Regions from separate parts of the Mus musculus genome. Here region 2 is linked to region 1. A link is a contact called in public promoter capture Hi-C data. All regions are on one chromosome and are shown on one strand. Each heading gives the region's core, a stretch centred on a gene start, on an enhancer-like site or on the middle of the called end of the contact. The rest is flanking DNA. Distances are from core to core; before and after follow the strand shown. Region 1 holds the start of Gtf2h1 (general transcription factor II H, polypeptide 1). Region 2 holds the start of Ticrr (TOPBP1-interacting checkpoint and replication regulator).

Evidence for each region. Promoter capture Hi-C pulls out the DNA fragments that hold promoters and counts their contacts.
Region 2: a promoter capture Hi-C map of second pharyngeal arch cranial neural crest shows a contact between it and region 1. The contact joins the promoter of Ticrr here to the promoter of Gtf2h1 in region 1. A contact is called at or near these places in 3 of 39 promoter capture datasets (the HPC-7 cell line, cranial neural crest and second pharyngeal arch cranial neural crest).

The regions. Positions count from the first base shown.
Region 1 is chr7:46,792,507-46,797,344 of GRCm38.p6, reverse strand. It overlaps Gtf2h1 (general transcription factor II H, polypeptide 1), which reads right to left and starts at 1,251. Exons shown (of 15, transcript NM_008186.4): 1 at 1,057-1,251. Hps5 (HPS5, biogenesis of lysosomal organelles complex 2 subunit 2) reads left to right here and starts at 1,464. Exons shown (of 23, transcript NM_001005247.2): 1 at 1,464-1,917.
Region 2 is chr7:79,658,262-79,663,114 of GRCm38.p6, reverse strand. Ticrr (TOPBP1-interacting checkpoint and replication regulator) reads right to left here and starts at 2,919. Exons shown (of 22, transcript NM_029835.1): 1 at 2,113-2,919. The coding sequence starts at 2,775.

The sequences.
Region 1 (4,838 bases), core at 2-2,501:
GATATTGAGAATATTGATTGGAGCCAAGCCCTTAGTGTGCTTCAAGCCAGTTTTCTGTACCCAGGCCTGCATGCTTACCAAGCAATTTACATTGGGCTCTACCTACAGTCCTGTTTTTTTTTTTTGCCAGTTCTGGAAATGAAACCCAGGATCTTACAGGTGCCTAGCAAGAACTCTTAGCTTTAAGCTGCATTCCTAACTCAGAAACCTGTTTTACCATATTTTAAACTGGTGTCTTTAAATGGACAACATCAAAAGACAGAAAGCCAAACCAACCAAACAAAAGCCAACAACGAAGAACAAAAACAAGCAAACAAAAATCCCAAATTAAACTGTGTATACGTTGAGGACACAACTTCCGGAGATCGGTTCTCCCTCCACCACGTGGGTCCCAGAGATGGAACTCAGGTTTGGCAGCAAGCACCTTTACCAGTTGAGCCATTTCACTGTAGCCCTGGGCATACGTTTTAACATCTTTTCCCCACCCTTGTTTTGCAGATGGTAAAATAGACATGTGAGGTCAACTTCACATGAATTTAGTTTCTAAGAACACTGGAGAATTTATAAAAATAATCACATACTTCCATGTATTGATGGTTCACTTTACACTACATGACTGTCAAACTGGTCATAGCTAGAACTGGGTGCGTGGCTCAAGTTTTAATAACAGTTTGAAGAGCAGGATGACAGGTGGAAGCAAGAAGGCACGAGGACACCAAGGTTAGAGGACTTCTTTAACAGGAAAAGAAAGCCTCTCCCGGGCAGGCTCCCTAACGGGAAGGGCCTCGGTGTCTCGGAGAAGCCTCACTTCCTTCGTTCTCAGGTGAGTCTGATCCTTCCAGTCCCTCCCAGCGGAAGAACCTAATGCCTTCGGGCAGTAGATTAAGGGTCAGGGCACCTCCTTCCCATTCCGGGAGAAGAAAGGCAAACCACACAGCCAGCCTGTAGTGTCGTGGAGACGACTACAGCGAAGGGCTCGATCCGCCTGGCCCCGCGCCCCCGGGGCCTGTCAGACCCTCCACGCCCGCCCAACCCCATTCTTCGGTCTCAACTTACCAGGTGGGAGCTACGGTCTCTGGTCTGGGGCGCGGGAAGCGCGTCCCGTCGGATCTGCCTCCGCCGCGCTTCTCACAGCCGCTGCACGGAGGAGGCTGAACCCCTGCGGCCGCAGCCGTCGCCACCGCCTCTGTTGCCGGGGGGTCTCGCCTCCATCGCTGGCTGCGAGGGCGCTGAGGGCACGTGACCGGAAACGCCGGGGCGGGCCTCCGGAGCACGTGACCACCACCGCGGCCGCCATGACACCTTCCGCTAGCTCCCGCCCTCCCCCACCGATTCCCGCCTGTTTCGCTTCTCCTCCTCCGGTCTCGAGCGGCGGAGAGTTTCGGGGATTCGGCTTGGCTCGCCTTTCTCCCTAGAGAGCATCCGGTCCGGCTCCGTGGTGCGTCGTCGGCCCGAGGCGGCTCCCAGACTGCAGGCCGCAGGGAGCGGAATCGCGACCCGCGGCTGGAGGGGGAGGGAGCACGCGCGGGGAGGGGCGTGATCGTCACGTGACGAGGAAGTGCCGTTAACAGCGCTTTCCTCCGGTCCCTGGCGCCCCTGGATGACGTTGCCAGGGAGGGGGCGGGGTGACAGGGTGTGTGAGGTTCAGGTTCCGCTGTCAAGGGGTGTTGAGTGTCTGTGGAGCCTGCTCGGTGAAAGCGATCGCTGGTCTCTGGGGGGGGCGGAACTCGGCCCGCTAGTCAGCCTGAGGTTCTGTGAACCTGGCTTGGAAAACCTGCTTCCTGGACTTCTCCAGAGTGACAGCTGCGGTTTAAAGTCATAAAAGTTAGCTGTGATTGACGGGAGCTCCTTGTGGTCAGGGACTTGGTCTGCTGCGCATCCTTCATCTCCAGCAGCGCCTCCAGGGCCTAGAACACGGTAGGCACTTAGAACGTTGAATGAATGAATGCATGCAAGCATGAGCGAGTCGTTAAGTTTTCTGAGGTAGAGTTTCCTGATCATTATTGGATAAGGAAGTTCCTATTGTGGAAATAAAGTCTATTAACTCCCCTTTGCATAATTTCTTCAATCGTTGTTACTTTGCGTCTTTCGAGCCTTTCCTTCCACGCACCTTGTGGGATTAGATACACCATGGTTTGCTTTGGCTTTGTGAGCAGCAATCACTGTCTACCACTCTTGAATTATAAAAATAATCTTGGGAAGTGAGAAAGATGTTTCGATCTCACATAAATTCTACTTTCATTTATTATTGGGGGAGAAGGTGGCATGGCACCGCAGTTTTTTTGTTTGTTTGTTTTGTTTCTGTTTTTTTTGTTTGTTTGTTTTGTTTCTGTTTTTTTGTTTTGTTTTGTTTTGTTTTCTCGAGACAGGGTTTCTCTGTGTAGCCCCGGCTGTCCTGGGACTCACTCTATATACTTGACTGGCCTGGAACTCAGAAATCTGCCTGTCTCTGCCTCCCAAGTGCTGGAATTAAAGGTGTGCTCCACCACTGCCCGGTTGACACCTCAGCTTTTTGTAATTGGTTCTCTCCTATCTTTCTGTGAGTTCTTGGGCCCCTGGGATCACCAAGCATAGCAATAAACCATTTCTTGGGCCCTCCTCTTCCTCCTCCACGTTTGCCTTTATCATTATTATTATTATTATTATTTTTAGCATTGTGACCCTTGGGAAAGCCAACCTTTTAAAAAGATGGTAGATGTTCACTGATTTGCCATCTTCTAAGAAGCTAGCATTTTAAAGTTTTTTCTTCCTAGTAGCACACAGAGGTAATGTTTAAGCTCAGTTTTTTAGAAAACTTATTGGTTGAGAATATTTAATGAACCGCATAATTAAGGCTCCAGAAATTCACATTTATGGACAGAAGAAGGAAGGGAAGAGTTCAGGATAGCTGAATAATAGGGTAAGATGGGAGAGGAAGCTTAGAAAAGAAGAGATGAGATCACATTTGCTTTTAACGAGTACTAGCTAGAAGTCAGTTTTAAGTCTCCTCTATTCAGAATGTCAAGAGAGAGGTTTCTTCTTCCCACAGATTTCCTGGGTAGTAGGAAGGCTTGACTTTCACTGACTTATCACTCCTTACTTTAACATCTCTGTATCCTAGCATCTGCCCATACACTTTACAGAAACTGTACAAACTCCTCATTAAATCCTTCCGTGACTCTGTGACCTACTGTCTTGGGTTTAGGTTCCTTGGTTTAGAGTTGGAAGTGTTTTGTACCTTGAGCCCAAATTTGCATTTTATATTTAACCGAGGACTAAAGTCCAAGGTGGGTAATTCTAAACCGCATCCAGCACTTTTGCTGTCTCAGCTCTGCCAGCTGCCTTTCCCTCCCTCCTAACAAACGCTGGCCTGGGAGTATTTCTTTAGGAAGTTTTCTTTGACTTGCTGTTATCCTTTAGGAGAATTGTATGTGTGTTTGTACACATGTATGGTGTTGGTGACTTTCTTTTTGACTAGAATTGATTTCCAGAATTCTTTTATTTATCCTCATGATTACGCTTATTATTTTACTAACTACTCAATAAAATAAGTGACTAAAAATTAGTTTTCTTGGATAAGGAATTGTTAAATATTTTGAATGTTGTCATGCTAAATTTTTTGGGGGGGTGGTTTTACTTATTTATTTATTTAGACTTGTTTCAGAATACAATTCTTGCAGAGGTCAAGCTGTAATAAGAATATGTTACTAGCAGAGAATAAAGCTGTATTATATGTATATAATTTAAAAAGTCACGTTGAAGGACAGGGGCACAGTCAGTGATAGGAGACATGCCCAGTATGTAAAGATCTTGGGTTTTATTCTCTAACACCAAAAATAAGGAAAACAAACCTCCACATGTTTCTGAATGCTTTCCCAAGGGCAGCTGTGCTCTGAGAAGATGAGGGCTTTGTTTCCCCCTCTGTTATCTCTAGAACAATGCCCAGCATATGAGTGATGCTCAGTATGTATTGCCTGAATGAATGTGCTTCTAAAATAGTGTCAAAAACATAAATCATAGAAAAACCAGATGCTTTTGAATTTTTCCATGTATCTGTTTGCTTTAGAATCAATCTTTCTTTCTTTCTTTCTTTCTTTCTTTCTTTCTTTCTTTCTTTCTTTCTTTCTTTCTCCCTTTCTCCCTTTCTCCCTTCCTTTCTTCCTTTCTTCCTTTCTTCTTTCTTTTTTCCAAGACAGGGTTTCTCTGTGTAGCCCTGACTGTCCTGGAACTCACTCTGTAGACCAGGCTGGCCTCGAACTCAGAAATCCACCTGCCTTTGCCTCCTGAGTGCTGGGATTAAAGGCATGCACCACCACTGCCTGGCTGCTTTAGACTTTTTAATTGTTTTTATTTTTGTGTGTATGTGGTATATGTATGTGTATGGGGACACCTATGTCCATGTGCATGTGGAGGCCAAGAAGGATACCATTTTGTGTCTTCCTCGATGTCCTTCCATGCCTGGCTTTTCTGTGGATGCTAGAGGTGCACGCTCAGGATCTCATGTTCATACATCAGGCTCTTTACCCACTGTCTCATCTCCTTGCTGCTGCTGCTCCTCCTCCTTTTCTTCACTAACTTGGTAGGTAGCAAAAGATTGGGAAGTTAGAATGAATGAGTAGAAGGTTTTGAAGTTGCTTGGCATCAGCTACGGTCAACTGCACTGAGTTCTTTGCCATAGCCACTGAGGGCAAGCCCCTTTTGGGTCCATTTCTTTCAAGCTGTTTCCAGGTAAATTTCAAAAAACAGCAGAAAACTTGCATTCTGGTCACTGGAGCGATTTGATTATAAGGTTTCCTGCTTTCATAGAATTAAACCAGGACTCACGTGCTTTGAGTGGTGACATCATATACCATCATGAC
Region 2 (4,853 bases), core at 1,670-4,169, about 33 Mb before region 1:
CTAAGTCTGAGATTAAAGGCATCATTCAACCAGCTTTAACACTATATTTCTATTAGAGCCGGAGGGGTGGCTCTGCAGTTAAGAGTATTGTCTGCTCTTTCAGAGGAACTAGATTTAATTCTTGGCACCCACATGGCAGCTCAAAACAACAGATAACTCCAGTTCCTAGAAATCAATCTCTTATGGCCCTCATAGGCACCAGCCTTGCAGGTAACTCATAGAAGTACACACAGACAAAACACCCATACACGCAAAATAAAGTTAAAGTTGTAAATTAATTCTTGGAGCTGTTCTTACAATATATTTTGATCATATTTATCCCCCAACTGTTCCCCTGAATCTTAACATTCTGTATGACCATTGTTAATTTCTCATCTGTAATCTTGCTACTTAATCAACTCCTGGTGCAGAGCTATGTAGTTCTATTACCTGTAGCTCTTCACCTATTTAAACCACTTTCTAAATCTTCTCATTGATCTGTTTCAAGCCTGGCCTGGAGGACTGGCCAGTTCTTTCTCACTTTGTCCTCCCCATTGCTTTCCTGGGTTCAGAGCTCCTCGCCTTTCTACTGTAATACAAAGTTCACTCCCAGCTCATACCCTTTACACCCACACCTTTGCTAAGTCTGGATTAGTCTTCCCGGCCTTCACATTCTTCCTCATTCACTGTTCAAGTCTGTAAGAAAGGCCTTCTTCCCTAAGTCCACCTTTAAGTACAATAACCAGCTGCTCCCTCACTCAGTCTTTTTTCTTTGGAGCAAGTTTTGAAATCATCGTTGATTTGCACATCTGTTTAATATATCTTCCAAACTAGAAAATACACTTTATTTACCACCATATCTCCAGCACCTAAAGCAGGGTAGGATGTACTCAATGGAGTACCTCAGTAGTGCATATATCTTTACTAAATGATGTAACAGGAAAAAAAATCTTTATATACATATGAAAGCAGGAGACCAAGAGTTTATCATCCATTACACAGAGCTCCAGGCCACTACACTACACTAGTCTGTTTCAAAACAAGCACACACACACATTTATCATAGCACTTACTCAAGCAAGAAGCATCACTGCTTCAAAAAAATCCAAATTAGCTGTTTTAAGACTAAGTTTGTAAAAAGTGATTAATTTACACACACACACACACCCCGAAAATAGCCAGGCAGTGGTGGCCCACGCCTTTAATCCTAGCACTTTGGAGGCAGAGACAGGTAGATTTCTGAGTTCAAGGCCAACCTTGTCTACAAAGTGAGTTCCAGGACAGCCAGGGCTACACAGAGAAACCCTATCTCGAACCTCCCCCTCCCCCCAAAAGTGATTAATTTAATCAGCAAATATTTCCTCAACACAATGTTAAATTGTGGGGAAATACAAAACGGAGTTAAGACCTGTAACTGTGAGATTTTTGTTGTTTGCTTTTTTTTTTTTTTTTTTTTTTTTGAAACAAGATCTAGCAGCCCTGGCTAGCCCTGCACTGTGACAGTCCTGCCTCAGCTTTCCATGGACAGTCATTGAGGTGGTGTTTTTAGAATAAATGGAAGATGACAGGTGTGTCTGGTGTGTCCAACTGGAACACAATAGAGAAAGAGCACAGGCCACAACAACAAAGGGGTTTGCTTTTGTTTTGGAGATGGGGCCTCTCTGCATAGACCTGGATGGAGGCTAGAACTAGAGAGAGACCTGCCTCTCTGCCTCCTGAGGGCTGGGGCGTCATCAGGCCGGGCCAACAACAAAGGTTAAGAGAGGTTTCTACTGCCTCAGAGGGAGAGGATTAGAGGTCCAGGAAGACACAGCAGCACTAGACAAAACAAGCGGCCAAGTCCTGTAGCCTGGCTGAACCAGGCTTCCACCATGCTGGAATACAAGTGCTGTGTAGCAAAACTAAGGACGCAAAAGCACCCAGGTACCAAAGCGCAGAGGCTCTTCCACACTCGGATTTAATAGGTACCCAGAATCTACCCATTTTGTTGGAGGAACGCTGTCCTTTGCGACCCGCAAGGGTTTCCCTCGGAAGGCACACGGGGTTCATTCTGGGTCTGTGGCACTTTACGGAGCCTGACAAGTTCAGCTGTCGGGGAGTTGCGGACCGGATCCAGACTGCTTCTCACCTTACCTTAGATCGCTCGGTGGTGTCCACCCAGTACAAGGTGATATTTCGGGCGATCATAACCTCTTGGACTCTCTTGGGCAACACCTTCTCCATCACCTGCTTGGGGGTGAGCGGCACGCGTTGAGCCTGTGCCTCGCACCCGGACACGAACTGAAGCAGCTCCCTCTGCGAGTGAGGACAGGGCGCCAGGAGGAAGACGGCGTTCCCAAAGCCCCCGAGCGCGGCCTGGGCCTCCCTGGCCTCGCCGTCGGCGTCCAGCAGCCTCCTGCCGCTACTCCGCAGGATCGGCTTGGTGGGCGACGTGATCTCCGGCCGGTCCCACTGGTAGTCGAGCAGCGTCTCCATCAGGGCACCGTGCGTGTGGGTGGCTCTGGGCGTCGGGCCCGGCAGGTGAGCTCCGGGAGGGCGATCCCCCAGCCTGGCCTCCAGCTCCTCCTCGAAGTCCTCCCAGGAGCGGCTCCCCAGCTCGCGGAAGTCGGACACGCGGGAGGGCCGGCTCCGTGCCCCCTGAGAGTCGAAGAACTTGAAGGTCCAGTGGACCCTGGCAAGGCCGAAGCGGCAGCTCAGGTAAGTGAGGAGCCGGAGGGCGGCGCGTCGGGCCGGGCTATGAGGAGCAGAGACGCCCGCTGTGTCCACCAGCAGCATCACTTTGTGACAGCAGGCCATCTCGGCCGCCACGGGACTCCCTCTGCCCGGCCGCGCGTGGCCCTTCCTGAGGTAAAGCACTCTCTTCAGAGAACCAGCGCCATTGCCCGCTTCTCTGAGGCCCTGCTCCGAAGGCTCCCGCGCTCTCCGACAGCTGCAGCTATTGGAGGAGCTGGTACCCAAACTCGGCTCCTATTGGCTGCAGGCTGAACGTAAGTTACGTAAGCACTTCCCTCTTTAACCCTAACTGGAAGGCGTGTGGAAGACCTCCGCTTGATTGGTGGAGGGTGTGGCGGTGGGCGGGGCGCTGAGTTCCGGGAGAAATGTAGTTCTCATTGGCCTGAGCCTTCGTTTTAAAATTTAAAGAGGCGGTACTTCGGGGGCGTGGCGGTGGGCGCGGAAGCCTTCGTTTGGGCTACTGTGCGCAGATGTGAGTGTGAGTGTGAGTGTGAGTGTGTGAGTGTGAGTGTGTGAGTGTGAGTGTGAGTGAGTGTGTGTGTGTGTGTGTGTGTGTGTGTGTGTGTGTGTGTGTGTGTCTGTACACGCGCGCGCGTACGTGAGTGTGTGTGTCGCCTGCGGAAGGCGGGGCGTGTTTACTAGAACCCTGAAGCCTGGGATGTGCACAGTGAGGGGTTTAGGATGCTTGAGTCAAGTTCACTTTAGACTACTCTTAAGTCTTTTAGCCTATGACGGAGGGCTTAATTTTTTTTTTCTGTAAAAGACGAAAGGAACATTTCATAATCCTCAAACTCGAGGGACGGAGGTAGGAGGATCGCAGGTTCCAAGCCAGCAGGGGCTACTTAGCAAGGCTGGAGCATAGTGGAAGGACCTCGGATACTCTATTGTAAAGGTCTGGAAGGCAGGGAAGTGTTTTCGGGAAGAAAGAGAAGTGACAGAAGAGCAATACGGGTCCTAGGTAGGAAAATGTAATATAAAGATACCTAATCAGACGTCTGCAGAGCACCTGGGGAGGCTGTTTTACAAACTAAGGAGTGAACACACCAGAGAGTACGCAAGCCAGTCCAATGGGTGCAGAAAAAAACACTAGAACGTCCGATTTCCAGCACCCGCCTTCTTACAGCTCATCCATTCAGTAGATTAGTGTTTTCTGAAGTCTTGGTTTTGTTTTACTTGTTTTTGTTGTGTGTTTGTTTTTGTGACTTTCTTTTATATTCCAAATTGGCCTCAAACTGTACCTTGTACTTCTCTGATCATCCTGCCTCCACCTTCCTAGTTCTGGGACTGTAGACATGCCCCTGCACCAAACGCAGTTTATGGGGTATTGGGGATCAAACCCAAGACTTCCTGAATGCTGGACAGTCAAGCACTGAACCAACATCTCCAACACTCATTCGTGTCTTCCTCCTCCCCCCTCCCGCTTTCTTTTTAACTTTATTGTATATGGGGGCAGGGAGGTGTTGCTAGGGATGGAACTCCCAGCCTGGCATGTTGTTAGCAAGTATGCTCCCTCTTGGTCTCATCTCTGGCCAGTGGATTTTTTTTTGTGTGTGTGTGTGTGTATGGGCGTTTTGCACATGTGCATGCCTGTGCTCAGAGATCAGAATAGGGTGTTGGATCCCCTGGAACTGGAGTTGCAGCTGATTGTGAGTCAGCCTTGCATGATGGGAATCGAACCCAGATCTTCTGGAGGTGCAGCAAATGCTTTAATCCACTGAGCCATCTCTTCAGCCCCTCATATGTGTTTCCTATTGGTACCACAGTAAGAGGATTTGGGATTATCTGATTGAGTTTTAACTTAAATGACTTAAAAAAAAAAGGACATGTGGCCTTATGAAAGTAAGTAAGCCACATATTATTAATGTTCCTAATATAATTATAAATCAATATATAAAAATAATGGAGACGACACCATTTCTAGAATGATAGCTTGCCAGCCATATTTTGAAATAAAAAGAACAATCTAATCAAATCTTACACTTAAGTTGTCTAGATAAATCTTGGAATTAATGAGGATTATTAGATTTCTGTTGTCAGTATTCTATTTTTAATAAAAGGCCTTACTCTGTAGCCAAGATTGGCCTCAAATTCTCTTAGGTCATCCTGCCTGAACCTTCACAGTGTTGGGATTGCAGTGTGTA